Linked DNA regions of Mus musculus: region 1 is linked to region 2. Evidence: chromatin contacts called from public Hi-C data. All regions are on one chromosome and are shown on one strand. The core of a region is the stretch at or near the end of the contact, and the rest is flanking DNA. Distances in the headings are between cores, read along the strand shown.

Region 1 (6,787 bases), core at 111-2,610, 51 kb before region 2:
CGGTGACATGCAAGAGAACTGCCCTCCCTCTCTTTAGGCATATACAGGTTAATTTTTATAGTGAGTAACGACTTGGACAAACATTAAAGGGTTACAGATCTTTACAGATCCAGACAATGACTTTCCAGAAGCAACCGAGATATAAAAAATCATAAAACATTTAAAAGCAAACCTGTAGAAACAATCTCAGCTACAGTGCTACACTGACAAGGAATCCCAAAGTAAAGGAAAACTCATTCTGGACAGTTCCCTGGTGCTGAAGTTACACCGCCTCTAAACCGATGCTTGGGTGCTACTTTCACGCCTCCCACCCTCGCCAAAACCCCGCTGGCTGGACTGTGAGCAAACATAGTAGAACTTCACAAGCAGGGAGCAACCCAAACTGCCACGATGGTAGGAAGTGGAGTCTCCTCGGGATCCTACAGATTTACTAGTTGCAAACAGGAAGAACAGCAGCAGAGTGCAGGGTGTTAGCACCCGCCGAGGGGGAGGGGCTGGAAGATGGCGGCGGCCGCACACCCACCCGAGACGAGACGAGACCGCGCTTAGGCCCCCTCGCCCGCCCCGCAGCCTTCCTGTCCGCTGCGACCGTGGGCAGCGCAGCTCCTCCCGGGGCTGGGGACGGAGCCGGCCCTCGCAGGCGCGGGACGAGCGACCCCGGTGGCACCGGCACCCCGGGCCTGGGCGCTTCACCCGGGTCCGGCCCGGGAGCACCTGTGCACGGCCATATTGGATTCCTTGCCCCAGTCACTGCCTCCGCGCGGGGGCGGCGGGAAAGGAAATGGGACGCGAGGAGCCAGGGTTCAGCCTCATCCCGGGAGCCGAAGTGGCCCGCGGGGAAAGCCGGAGGGCGCCGGGGAAACCGCCGCCTCCCCGAGCTCGCCACCGTCACCTCAGCCGGCCTCGGCGCCCTCCCTCCGCGACACACACCCCCGCGGCTGACAACTAGAAAGCGACCCTGGCGGCCGCGGGCCGCAGCCCTCGTGGCCCCCGCGCCACCGGCGGGGAGGAAAGGCGGCGATCCCCGGCGCGCGGGCGGTCGCGGGGAAGCGGCCGAGGGGGGCGGAGGGCAGGGAGGGAGGCGGGAAGATGGAGCCGGGTCCTTACTTGAGCACGGACTGCTCCTTCTCCTCTTCTTTCTTCTGACGATCCATGACAGCCAGGATGATTTTCCTCTCCTCTTCCGTGAGGTGGCTGAGGTCCGGCATCTCGGGCTGCGGAGGAGGTTGAGAGGCCGCCGGGGTGGGAGCCGGGCGGCCCCGGGGCCCGAGCGGAGCCGACATGTTTGGCGGAGCCGAACCACCCTAGGGAAGCAGGGAGGCAACTCCGCTGGCAGCCGCGGCTCGGGCGCGGGCGGCTGGGGCAGCCTCCGGGGCTGGGACAAATGCATACAAATCAATGGCCTTCAATCCGAGGCGACAGCCCCCCTCCCCCAGGAAAGAAGGCAGGGGGAGGGGAGGGCCGAGGGGGGAGGGCTGAGGAGTGCGCTCGGGGAAATGTTTCTTCTTCCCGGGGGCGAAGGGCTGCCAAGTGAGCGGTTCGCGGGAGCGAGGAGCTGGAGGCCCCGACGCCGAGTGCGCGGAGCGGCGGGGGAGGGCGGTGGAGTAAGGTGGCGGGGACGGCTGAGGGTGGGGTGACTGGAGGGAGGCGGCCGCGGGCCGGGGCGCGAGTGTCCGGCGCGGCGGCGGAGCGGAGCGGGAAGCGCTGCCCGCGAGCCCGACCCCTGGGGAGTCCCGGGAACTCGCCCCGAGCGCCCGGAGGCGGCGAGAGCGGCCGTCCCGCCGGCTGGCGCGTCACCGGGCTCCGGGGCTCCGCGAGGGAGGACCCCTCCGGGAACCACGAGGCGCGGGCTGCGGCAGGGGACCCCAGCCCCCACCCCGGCCCCAGACGGCCGATCTTCCGGCCCGCGGCCCGCGGCTGCCAACGCCCGGACCCAAGTGAGCTCGCGCGCGCCGCGGGGCCGGCCGCCCGCCGCGCCTCATCACGCGCCCGCCCGGGGTCCCGCCGCCGCCGCCCCCAGTGTCCGCGGAGTCGGCGCGGCGGGCCCGCTAGGTGCACTCGCCCGCGCCGCCTCTGCCTCGCCGACTCTTCCCGCCGGGCCCGTGTCCCCTGCGAACCGCCCAGGCCCGGACTCGGCCGACGCTCGCCCCGGACCCTGCTAACGGCTGGGGCGGGGCGGGGAGCTGTGAGGAGCAGGGCGGCGAGGGAGCGGGCGCCCCGGGGTGCGGGGCTGTGGGCGGTGGGGGCGGGAGGATCTCAGGTGGCTGGCGCCGAGCCTGAGGGACCGGGCGCCCCCCGAGCTGTCCCGGGCGGGGTACTGGACCCTGGACGAGGGAAGATCGGAGCAGGTGGGTGTCCCTGCGGTGTCAGCGGCCCGGGACTCGCAGCGGGGAAGAGCCTGAGGGAGTGGAAAGGACCTGGGCGGGAGTGCGGAAGTTCTGGAAAACTGGGTTGTCGGTACCCGCTGCACGGAGAGGTACAGAAGACAGGATGCTGGGGCGGTTTGCCCGAGGCGATTGGAAGGTGTAAGAGGGAAAGGGTCAGATCACGTCCCCGGAGGAATCGGGCCGTTCAGCCCCTTTCTGCCGGTCACTCTAATCTAGAGAAGAGTCGTTATTGGAGCGTTAGCCTGATTTTAGAAAGCCTGGAGACAGGCTCAGTCAAAGAACAGAAGAAAACCGACTCCAATAGGAGGGAGGTGGCCACCACCGGCGCGGGCTCTCAGAGAAGCCCAGCGCAGCCCAGACAGCTCTCCCTCGGGGCGGGGCGAGCCAGCTGAGGTGATCTGGATCACCCCCTCTTCCTCTTCCTGCCACTAGACAGGTGCTTGGTTAGCAAGGTTACAGTGTTCGTGCGTGTGTATGTACACACCCCTACCACGCCTTCCACACTCGCACTGCTTAGTACTAGGCCAGGTTATAGGCTGGTGAGTAAAACCTTCGGGGTTTGTATTGTATTTACGTGTAGTAAGCTCTCTCCCTCCTTTGTTCCCCAGGTACCATCTGACTAGTCTCAGTTTGAGAGAACTGGGAACAGACAAAGCGGCACTACATGTCTCTTGTGATTTCTAAGCTGAAATATCTATATTGTTTTTCTCCCATCCTTTGTAACTAGAAAGAAAAAAATGGAAACGTTTGCTTATGTTTTGTTTCATATTATTATTACTACTGTTCATTGCTACTACCATTCACCTGTTTTCAACCGGATTCATAATCCAAATTAGCTTTCACTGCTTTGTGCAAACCAAATGAGATCATATTAGCCCAATTGATTTAAGTGTTTTACAGTTGAAGAATTTTTATAAATCTCTAATCCAGCCTCATCAATAGGAAATTGAAGACCAAGATCAGAAGATGTATAAGTATGGTAAATAATAGAGCTGGAGCCAGACTCTAGAAACTAAGTATAATTTAAGACTATCATGCATGGTTTTTAAAGTTAAGACACGAAAACGTGGGTCACTTTAAAATACTTGAACCTAACCCTAGAGCAAATGGATCAGCTTCTAGAACTTAGACCTTAGTCGTGGATACACTTTGAAAATACCCCAGACCACTAATGTCTAGCAAAGGTTGGGGGCCATATATTCTAAGGAAGAAAACACTTCTAAAGAAAATTGAGTCTGTTACCTAAAATTCAAATGCTAAGTTTTATTATACACACACTCCTTTCTTGTCATGCATGGCTGTTACCAAACAGTTGGTATACGTACAGCTTTAACCTAGGAAACACAAACCGCCAGAACACGGTAAATCTCCCTTTAAATGAGACGATAGAACTATAAATACTAGTGTTCCACCTTATTTCTGTTTCCATTTTTAAAAATACCATCCTTCAAAACCCAGCCAACATCATCATCCCAACAGGATCAGAACCCAGAATACACAAACACTGCTGAGTCTGAAGATTCTGAGGTTAAAATAGCTTAGTTATTTCAAATATGTTAAATGTGAACTTGAAAGCAGTTATTCAGATTGGGGAAATGTGGGTTCATTTGCAGCAGACAGTCACCTTCTGGGACCTACATTATTTTCTGCCAGTCATACAGTGTTCTGAGGTCTGTTTCCCTGTCCCACCCCTTCGTCTCCCTGGACAAGACAGTGCCAGTACTTGAAACCTAGTAGGCATGAACCTGAATCTATGCCACAACTGATATAGGAGTGTGAATGGGCTGACTAGGATTCTCTGTTGTTTGGCGGTTTGTTGTTGCTGCTGCATATGTTTTATTCTGCTGTTGTAGTCTTTTGCTACAAGTGAGTTTTTCTTATTAAAGGAAATTCTTAGAAGTGGAAGTACATAAAATCAGCTGTCATTAGTCAAGTACCTTTACAAAGTGAAAGTTTGGCACTTTTATATCATACAGAGAGATATATACATGATGTATATCATATAGAGCTTTAAAATGGGTTGTAGCCTAGGTGATCTACTTTTAAAGTAGTCACTCAATTTAAGATAAGGTTGCTATGCTCATAATGAAATGAAATATTGTCACAAGGCTTGGTTTTCCCAAAATATGGATCTTAGAGATGTCCGTTTTATTCTAGTTTGTGTTTACCTGAAATGTTAGTCGTATCTTACTTTGTCATATATGGAATTCTATTTTGCTTGGACATATCTCTCAGTAGGTGAACACATTTGTAGTAGATTCAAAATGCAATGTTCTTGCTTAATTTTAGAAGTAACTGTCTGTTATTACTGAATTTGGGTTCCTGTAGGTTTATAACCCCTGTGAGTCTGTGAACTCTCATTTTGCATAATGATAAGAACTATTTATAATCTACTAGGTAAGTATTAGGAGGCATACCTGAAGTATAAAACTATAAAATAATCACATTCTTGTCATGTACTAAGGCCTCAGTATTCTGCCATGAAATCTGGATACCTCACAAGGATACCTCACAAGACTCAGAATCACTTCTGCTCTACTGTGGATAGATGGTTGTTAGTCTACAGCTTATCCCGACAGCTCTAGATGATTCTGTCTTGCAGCACTGCATGAGAAGCACTCTGGATTGTGTTATGTGGCTTGGTAGTTGGTCACTTGTTCTTGTTAGTTTTGTCAATTTGACACAAACCCTTCAGGTCTCCTGGGAAGAGAGAATCTCAACTAAGGAATTGCCTCTATCAAAATAAACTGTAAGAAGTGAGGGTGTGTTTTCTTGATTTATGATTGATATAGAAGGCCCAGGACATTATGGGAAATGATAGCCCTGGGCAGGAATTCTGGGTTTTATAAGAAAGCAAGCAGAGCCAACTAGTAAACAGCATTCCTCCATGGTGTCTGCTTTAGTTCCTGCCTCCTGGTTCCTGCTATGAGTTCTTGCCTTGGCTTCCCTGATGATAGTCTGTAACCCATAAGTCAAGTCTTAAAGTTGCTTTTGTCAGACTTTTATCATAGTAACAGAGACACAAACTAAAACAGAAATTGGTACCTGAAGTAGGATTTGAAGAGGCATAAGCTCAGGTCTTTAAATGCTTAATCCCAATTAGTAGTGCTGTTTGGGAAGGTTTAAGATGTACAGTCTTGCTGGGGGAAGTATATCACTGGAGGAAGTATATCACTGGGGGAAGTATATCACTGGAGGAAGTATATCACTGGAGGAAGTATATCACTGGGGGAAGTATATCACTGGAGGAAGTATATCACTGGAGGAAGTATATCACTGGAGGAAGTATATCACTGGAGGCTGCTTAGAGACTGTTTAGTCTCACCCTATCTCCACTGTGGTCTCTCTCTCTCTCTTTCTCTCTCTCTCTCTCTCTCTCTCTCTCTCTCTCTCTCTCTCTCTCTCCTCTCTACTTTCAATAAAAACTATCTTTGTTCCCTGCTCCTATGCCATGCCTGCTGCTCCCCATTGTACTTTAGCACTATGGCTGACTGTTACCTTTTTTGGAATCATAAGCCCAAATAAATTCTTTTATAAATTGCTTTGGTCATGGTGTTTTATCACAGCAACCGAAAAGCAACTAAAACAGTCAGAATGTGTGCATCCCTGGATTCAGTCCCCAGCACCACATGGGCAGATAATGAGCAAGCATCCTAAAACAACTCAGCACCACGCAGGTCAAATAGTGAGATGGCTCTCTCCTGTCTGCAGTACCAATGAACTCATAGCTGCTCTGCAGGGGCCGCCTCACCACCTGGTTAGTGCTCCCATGCTACTCCCATGCCTCCATCGCACTATTGCTTCCTTTCACTGTCACATTTACCCAGCTAATACCCTTTTCAGAGCCCCACCCCCCATCCCTCCAACCTCCTTCCCCTTTCCCCCCCCCCCCCCCAGTACTTGCTTCCCTCTGATGACTGTATCCTCACTGTAAATTGAAGGACTTTCACTTCAGCTTATCATTGAATGTGCACTTCCATCTACTACAATATGAGGAATTTTACTAATATATCCCAAGCACCTAGAATAATACATGGCTCATAGGTGGGTGCCTCAACAAGTATTCAGTTAATTGCTTTCTGAGAAGAAGATTTATCATTACTGACTTGAACTGGACTTGAGAACCTGAAAAGGCAATCTGAAAAAGAAGAGGAAATGAATGCAAAGAAACTAACTTTGTTTCAGGTCCTGGCTGCATCTCTGTCTTTACCTACTGTTGGTGGACACATCCCCTGTTCTGTGACAATCTTCTGGCCCTCTGATGTCTACAACTTTCAAATGCTTTTCTCTCGGTTTGGCCTACCTTTTCAGTTGTATGTCTGCAATATTCTCAGCCTTTTTCTCCTTCCATCTATTTGCCCCAGGCTCTCTTACCAATGTGCATATCCTGCTTATAGATA
Region 2 (6,652 bases), core at 2,713-5,212:
TTGCTTTTTACAAATTAGTCTTCTGGCCCCTTTCTTTACAGAATCGAGACTAGAGCCAAACCTGTTTGTTCTGACTTAGTTATGTCTGAGCTTAAAACTTTTATATCTGGGTTTCCATACATACTTTGATAATACTTTTAAACCCAAATGAATTTTTATATTAAGATTATAAATTTTGAGAATAATAATTTTAGAGGAACATGCATTACTAAAGTGCCAAACTCGGTGTGTGAGTGTATACTTCCTGGCAATATTAATTATTTAAAGGAATTTTCACACTACCTAATATTGTCATTTCTCCACCACTTCCATTTTATTTCTGCAAAGGATAAAGATAAAATTTCCTTTCAGGTAATTATAAAGTCTGCAAGCTGTGTCCTTATTGGGCACACAGAATGCTGGGACTCAGTTCTGGTCTGGGAAAGGGGGCTTTGTTTGCTCTGAATGATTACAGTGTGGTCAGTAGTCCAGTGGTTTCACAAGCTTGGTCAAACTTCCAAGGCTCATCAGTAGAAAGGTAGATGGCACAAGAAAAGGTCTCAGTGTGGTTGTTTGGTTTAGCAGCCAGATGAAGCAAGTACACAGTCCATTATGCAAGAGACCTGCACTTGGCTAATTGCCATGATGAAGCAGATTTGGAAAGGAAGGGTTCAAGTAGAGCCAAATGGAGAAAGGTTGGAATCAGAGGTCTACTCCTAGGATGGAGGACGCTGAGTCTCAAACCTTTATATCTTTCCCATCTGTTAGGAAGAACAGAGACCAGAAGGAACGTAGGAAAGTATTTACAGGTATATATCCAGAGACCTAGGTAATGAACTAGAAAAACAGGTCACCAAAATGTACTAAGGTTGACGTTTCCCAGGACCTTTCATCAATTTAGCAATGAACAGCCCCAAGTCATCCCAGGAGCCTTCACATTTTCCTTCATATCACTATGTTGCTATTATTTTGGTGATTAGCTCAAATGTACTGGGCTTGCCTGCCCATATACAGCTTGTTCCACGTCATGCTAAATCATGGCCAGAACCAGATATCTCAGCTGGTAACTCTGCTTTAAGGACCCAACTCCAAAAATAAGCAGTTCTACCCCTCAGGAACTGAAATGGAAGGCAGCCATTTATGGGTCATTAGAACTGGAAAGTGACACCAAGTCAGGCTAAGGCGACTGCTTTGAAATGTGCCGAGCTGAACGGGAGACCGGAAGTCGGTGTCTGGAGATCATTGGGTAGGCAAGCCTCAGCTCAGTCAGTAGTGCCTGCTTCGGCTGTACTGAAATCCTGTCCCTGGGGCTCTGCTACTCCTTCCCATTTCTTAAATTTCCTTGAGGCAAACACTCATTCGAACAGAATGATCGCCAATCTCTGTCTCCAACCATGTATTAACTACAAGTGGTTTTTATCTTTATGTTGTAATAGACATTCCCCCTCTCTCCCTCCCCCTCCCTCCCTTTCTCTCCTTCTCTCCCTCCCACAACCCCTCTCTGTTGTGACTACACCAAGTGAGCTGATATTTGAAGTATGCTCCACCCCATCTAGCTTCCAGCTCCTCCTGCACCTACCTCTCTAGTGCTGGAGTTACAGGCGGGTACCACCACACTTAGTTTTATGTGGTGGGGATCAAACTTAGGCACTCATGTATTCAGGTGAGAATTTTACCAGCGGAGCTACATCTCCTGCCTATTTAGGCTTACTGTGAAGGTGGCCCTAAAATGGATTTTTTTTCCCCCTTTGGTGCTGGGGTGTATTATGGGATAAAGATCGAAAGACCTCTACCTCCCTCCTGTTTTTATGACTAGGCTTCTCTGTTCTTTTCAAAGCATGAGGTGGTGTAGACATTAGACTTGGCTCACTGTCTCCTCTTTTGACCACGTTCACCTATGCTTTTTTCTACCCTCTGCTCTCAGGCTCCTCGTGTTAAGCTTTGTGATCCATTAATCTCTAATATCCCTTCTCTCTCTGGAGAAAGAATATTAACCCAAACTTTATATATTGACCTGGAACTGAAAGTTTCTAATAACTTGGCATTGTTGGAAGACATTTCCTTCCTTCTTTTTTAATGAGCAGTTTTTAATGAACACACTGGAGAGGTCTTGAGTTTACTTTGAAAACATCCTTCCTCCACTTCTAAGCATCCCTGCAAGGCCAGACTCAGCAGGCATTCGATAAGCACTACTCTTCGTGGGGAAGGGGGATGGAGGAAGGATTGTGGGAGGGGGTGGGTGACCAGGAGGGAGGCAGTGAGTGGGATGTAAAGTGAATAAATAAAAATAAATGAATAAAAAAATTTAAAAAGAAAATATAGTAATAAAAGTATCAAGAGAAGACCAACAGAGTCAATTAACCTCGACCCTTGTGGGCTCTCAGAGGCTGGAGCACCAACGAAAAAGCATACATGGACTGGACCTAGACCCTCTGCACATAACCAAGCAGATGTGCAGCTTGGTCTTCATACAGATCTCCCAACAGCTGGAGCAGGAGGCTGTCCTTGATTCCACTGCCTGCCTGTGAATCCTGTTCCCTTAACTGGGCTGCCTTGTCTGGCCTCAGTGGGAGAAGATGTGCTCAGTCCTGCAGTGTCTTGATGTGCCAGGGTGGGCTGGTATGGGGGTGGGTGGTCCCCCTTCTCTGAGAAAGGGAGGGATTGTGTGAGGGGTGGACTGGGAGAGGGGGCTGCAATCGAAATGTAAAGTGAATAGAAAAAACAAGCAAACAAAACAAAACAAAACAAAAAAACAAAACCAAGCCACTGCTGGCCTCTGAAGGGCTTGCTTCTTCCTTCCCCAGCAGGTAGGCCTTTCTTTTCTGCTGCTGTATTGTCTTACTAAGATATCATAATGCTCTGCAATTACTTATTTTCTTTGAGATTGACCCCTTCAATGTAGACTGTGTACAGACTATATGAACTGTAGTAAGAACTCCCTTTGGAGATTCTTATCAGAATTTGATGTAAATTAATTTCAAGTAAGTGCATGTAAGACATACTGTTTAGAAACCAGCAGGTCAACAGATATTATTGTTACAATTATTAATAAAGCCTTGTACAGGACTTTTTCTTGAGAATCTCTGTAGGTGGTAGGTATGCTATTCAAACAGAGAATGCAAGAGATGACCCTGAGGCTTGAAGCAAAAGAACAAGTTCATTCCAGACACTGCCATAAGTGCTCATGAAGAAAACCAAGCATAAAGCTGCTACTGCCCTTGGCTTAAAAATTATAGACAAGACAGACACACACACACAGGGGTGGGGGACACAAGGGCATGTACACATGTGTGAGCACCTGCTTGCTAGGACTCAACACAGGTTGAGGAAATCAGAAAATATCTATTCAATAAACAAGTTATCTATCCACTCACAATCCCTAGACACTGGCAAAGACACTCACCATGCTTCAAGGTCCCTGCCATCAAATACTTTAGTACTTTAACTCTGAATTAACTACTCAAGCTACTCGCCAAAGGCATCCTGATTACCTTATTGTTTATACCCGTGACAGAACATTACCCAGTCTGTTTCCATCAAAGAGAAGGGTCACACTGACTACATGGTGAGACTTAATAAGAAGGCATTTGATATCCACAGGCAATTCTGTCTTTTCTACTTCCGCTCTTCTCTCTTTTCAGCAACTTCTCATTATCACCATCCTTACTCCCTTCAAGATCTACTCTGACAATGTCACTTGAGAAACTCTATGTGTACATTTTTTACAAGAGGCCATGAACGCCAAAAGTGACATTTCAAAAATGGTCAGAATCATGCTGTGTGTAGATTAGCCTAGGCTTGAATTACAGGAAATCGCTCGTGTCTCTGACTAGTCAGGCTCTGTGATGTGAGGGACACTGAAAATATCACTATGGAAACCAGGTTGTAGCAGGAGGTAGGGCCAGTGACTCAGCAGGTGCCACTTCTCTACATAGCAGTAGCATCGAATGCTCTGACAAGACACCAGGCAAACATACCAAGGTTTCAGTTGTTACATAACAAACGAACTGACAGGTGATTCTGCTACTGCACAGCTGGCTCTTAGATCAGTGCAAGTAGTAAGAAAAACAGAGAACGCCAAGTCAAGCAGGGCAAAAGAAAGAAAAACACACAACTGCAGTGTTTACTATTAAACCAGACTCAGGACTTTTATTTACAGAGTTCCCAAATCAAAAGTAGCAAATAATTATATATCAAACTTGGTAGGAAGACAAAACATTATTTCACAACCGCCACTACGTGTTTCTTCCTCTCTGACACAATCGGCACAGATCCAGGCTTGCTATGTTTACGACGATTCATTTCCCTAGAAATAAACAAAATATATAAAATATGAGCAAGTACATAAGAAATTACCTCAGCCAAAAGAAATTAAATCATAAAGCATTTTCTTTCACTAGAACTAAACTTAAAAAAGAATTTTCCAATGAGAATAAAGTAAAAAGTTACATTCAACTTTTGTTATTTAATTGCTTCATATTAATGATCAATGTCTAAGGCTGTACCACCCTGAATGCACCTGATCTTGTCTGACCTTAGAAGCTAAGCAGGTCAAGACTGGCTTATAGGAATACACCTTAGTGCTGCATGCTTTTGAGCCAGGTGTGGTGATACAGGACTTTAATCCCAGGACTCAGGACTCAGAGACAGGATAATCTCTGAGTCAGAGGCCAGTCTGGTCCATACTACCGCCCTGGAGACTGTCTCAAGAAAAACCAAAAACCAACCAACTAAACAAACAAACAAACAAACAAACACCTAAAACCCAGCATCCCTTACTAAGTTTAAAAATACCACAGTTTATTAAGAGACATAAATATGATTAAATCCCAACATGTACCCAAAGAGCATAACAACAGTAACTCATAACAAAACCCAAAAGCTCTAAAAACTTCAACACTGCATTAATCATGGGCTCCCGAGAAGGCGTTCTACAGGAGAAAGGGTGGGGGCTGGGGAAGTTCTGCTTCGTAGCTCTCAGAGGATGAAGAAGAAGAACCACTGGAGCCCAGGAATTCAAAACTAGCTTAGGAATCACAGTGAGTCCCTTACCTCAAGAAACAAGACATTAGATCTCAAATAAAATTAAAGTTTTTAAAAGAAATGATTGTTAAATATGAGTTTTAAAAATTCGTTGCAGTCCAGACTGGCTTTGAACTCGTGGTCCAGAGTACTGGGATTATAGGTAGGTGCTACTATGCCTAGTTTCTTTGAATTCATTTAGAAAATACAGTATGTCATAATAATAGCTATATTACAACTGATTTGCTTTCCCCCCTCCCCCCCCAAGAGCTGAGGACCGAACCCAGCTAGCACTGAGCTAAATCCCCAACCCCTTGTTTTTGTTTTTCGAGACAGGGTTTCTCTGTGTATCTCTGGCTGTCCTGGAGCTCGATCTGCTGACCAGGCTGGCCTCAAACTCAGAAATCTGCCTGCCTCTTCCTGCCAAGTGCTGGGATTAAAGGCGTGCGCCACCACTGCCTAGCTATAACTCATTCCTTAGCGTTATGTGTCGGTAACTTTAGCACTGGAGAGATGGAGACAGGAGGATCTCCAAAGTTCACCAACCAACTAGTCTAGCAATAGGTGATTTCCAGGATCGGTGAGATGTTTCCAAACAGTAAGACGGAAGGAAAGTGTCTGCTTGGTGATGGTGATGACAGAGATGACAGAGGGAAGACAGCTGAGAGTACTAAGCGAAGAGTCAACGGTCTCAACACATACTTTCGGCGCCGAGCTTCCTTCATCACGCGCTGCTCCTGAATCTGGCTGTAGATAGATTTCGGGAGATGTCGGTGGCGAGCAATCCGTTTTACATGTGGATGGTATTGAAATTTTTCCTTTAACTTCTGGTTATAATCATTTGCTGCTTTTTCTCGTGATGTAAGCTAAAAACAAAGTGCATTTGGTATCTCAAATTTTTTATAGTTTTCTTGAGTGTAAAAATTTAGGAAGTACTTCTTCCCCCTTGTCCCCAAAATTCAACTTTTACTACACACAAACAAAATCACCAGTGAGCTTGTCAGTACCGCTCTGCAAGCAGCCGCTGCTCTGGAGGCAGCACACCAACATGTAAACAGATGCCAGAAGGTAAGCAGCAGTGTGAGCTGGGGTCAGGGCTGTGTGAGCTGCAGGGCCAGGCTCTGCAGCCCTCGGAGGCTGAGCACACGAGGCACAGGGTACAGAAAAGGCATCAGGAGCAGTCAGTCAATTTAGATTTTGGTAAAAATCTAACTACATAAAAATTTTTTAAAAAGTATGTAACCCCATAAGTAGGTTTTGTTTAACAATTCGAGGAATAAGAGAAACACACTAGAGCATTCTGTTATGAAGGGGTCTGAGACACAGTGAACACTAATGACAACTGAACTTAAAGTAGAATTACCTTTGGTTATTGTTTACTGCTGCTTGACTTTCCTGCCAGAGCTAAGCAGAAATCATTTCAAACCCAACATCCCTTTCTTAGTACTCACGTAAACAGACTACACAGTCCACACAGGAAAGTGGACACTTAGAAAATATCAACAATGACAAAAAACCACAAGTCAAACATTATCTTACAGCCCAGATATAGCTGCAGTTTCATAGAATCTATTTTAAAGGTGGATTTTCAGGTCTTTGCCATCAGATGATCTCTTAGGACTTGCAGCCTTTGACATATGCAATCACTACT

What was found. A called contact is a pair of places that touch in the nucleus more often than the background predicts.
Region 1: a Hi-C map of liver shows a contact between it and region 2, with 1.7 times the contacts expected there. The contact joins the promoter of Rims2 here to the enhancer-like site in region 2. A contact is called at or near these places in 12 of 39 promoter capture datasets (the 3T3-L1 cell line, 3T3-L1-derived adipocytes, the HPC-7 cell line and 6 more), 2 of 484 Hi-C or Micro-C datasets (both in liver), 6 of 115 datasets of contacts at active chromatin or transcription factors (embryonic stem cells, epiblast stem cells and stem cell-derived neural progenitor cells) and 3 of 9 other capture datasets (adipose tissue, liver and pancreatic islet).

What each region holds. Positions count from the first base shown.
Region 1 is chr15:39,192,859-39,199,645 of GRCm38.p6, reverse strand. It overlaps Rims2 (regulating synaptic membrane exocytosis 2), which reads right to left and starts at 1,360. Exons shown (of 27, transcript NM_053271.2): 1 at 1,108-1,360. The coding sequence starts at 1,283.
Region 2 is chr15:39,144,306-39,150,957 of GRCm38.p6, reverse strand. It overlaps Dcaf13 (DDB1 and CUL4 associated factor 13), which reads right to left. Exons shown (of 11, transcript NM_198606.2): 10 at 5,704-5,867; 11 at 4,102-4,285. The coding sequence ends at 4,198. Among named protein-coding and RNA genes, the nearest start is that of Dcaf13, 35 kb to the right of the region's middle. Within about 2 kb of position 3,962, at least 7 of the 459 cell types and tissues checked have an H3K27ac peak or open chromatin away from gene starts, as enhancers often do. A contact at or near this core is called in liver, where this site is marked.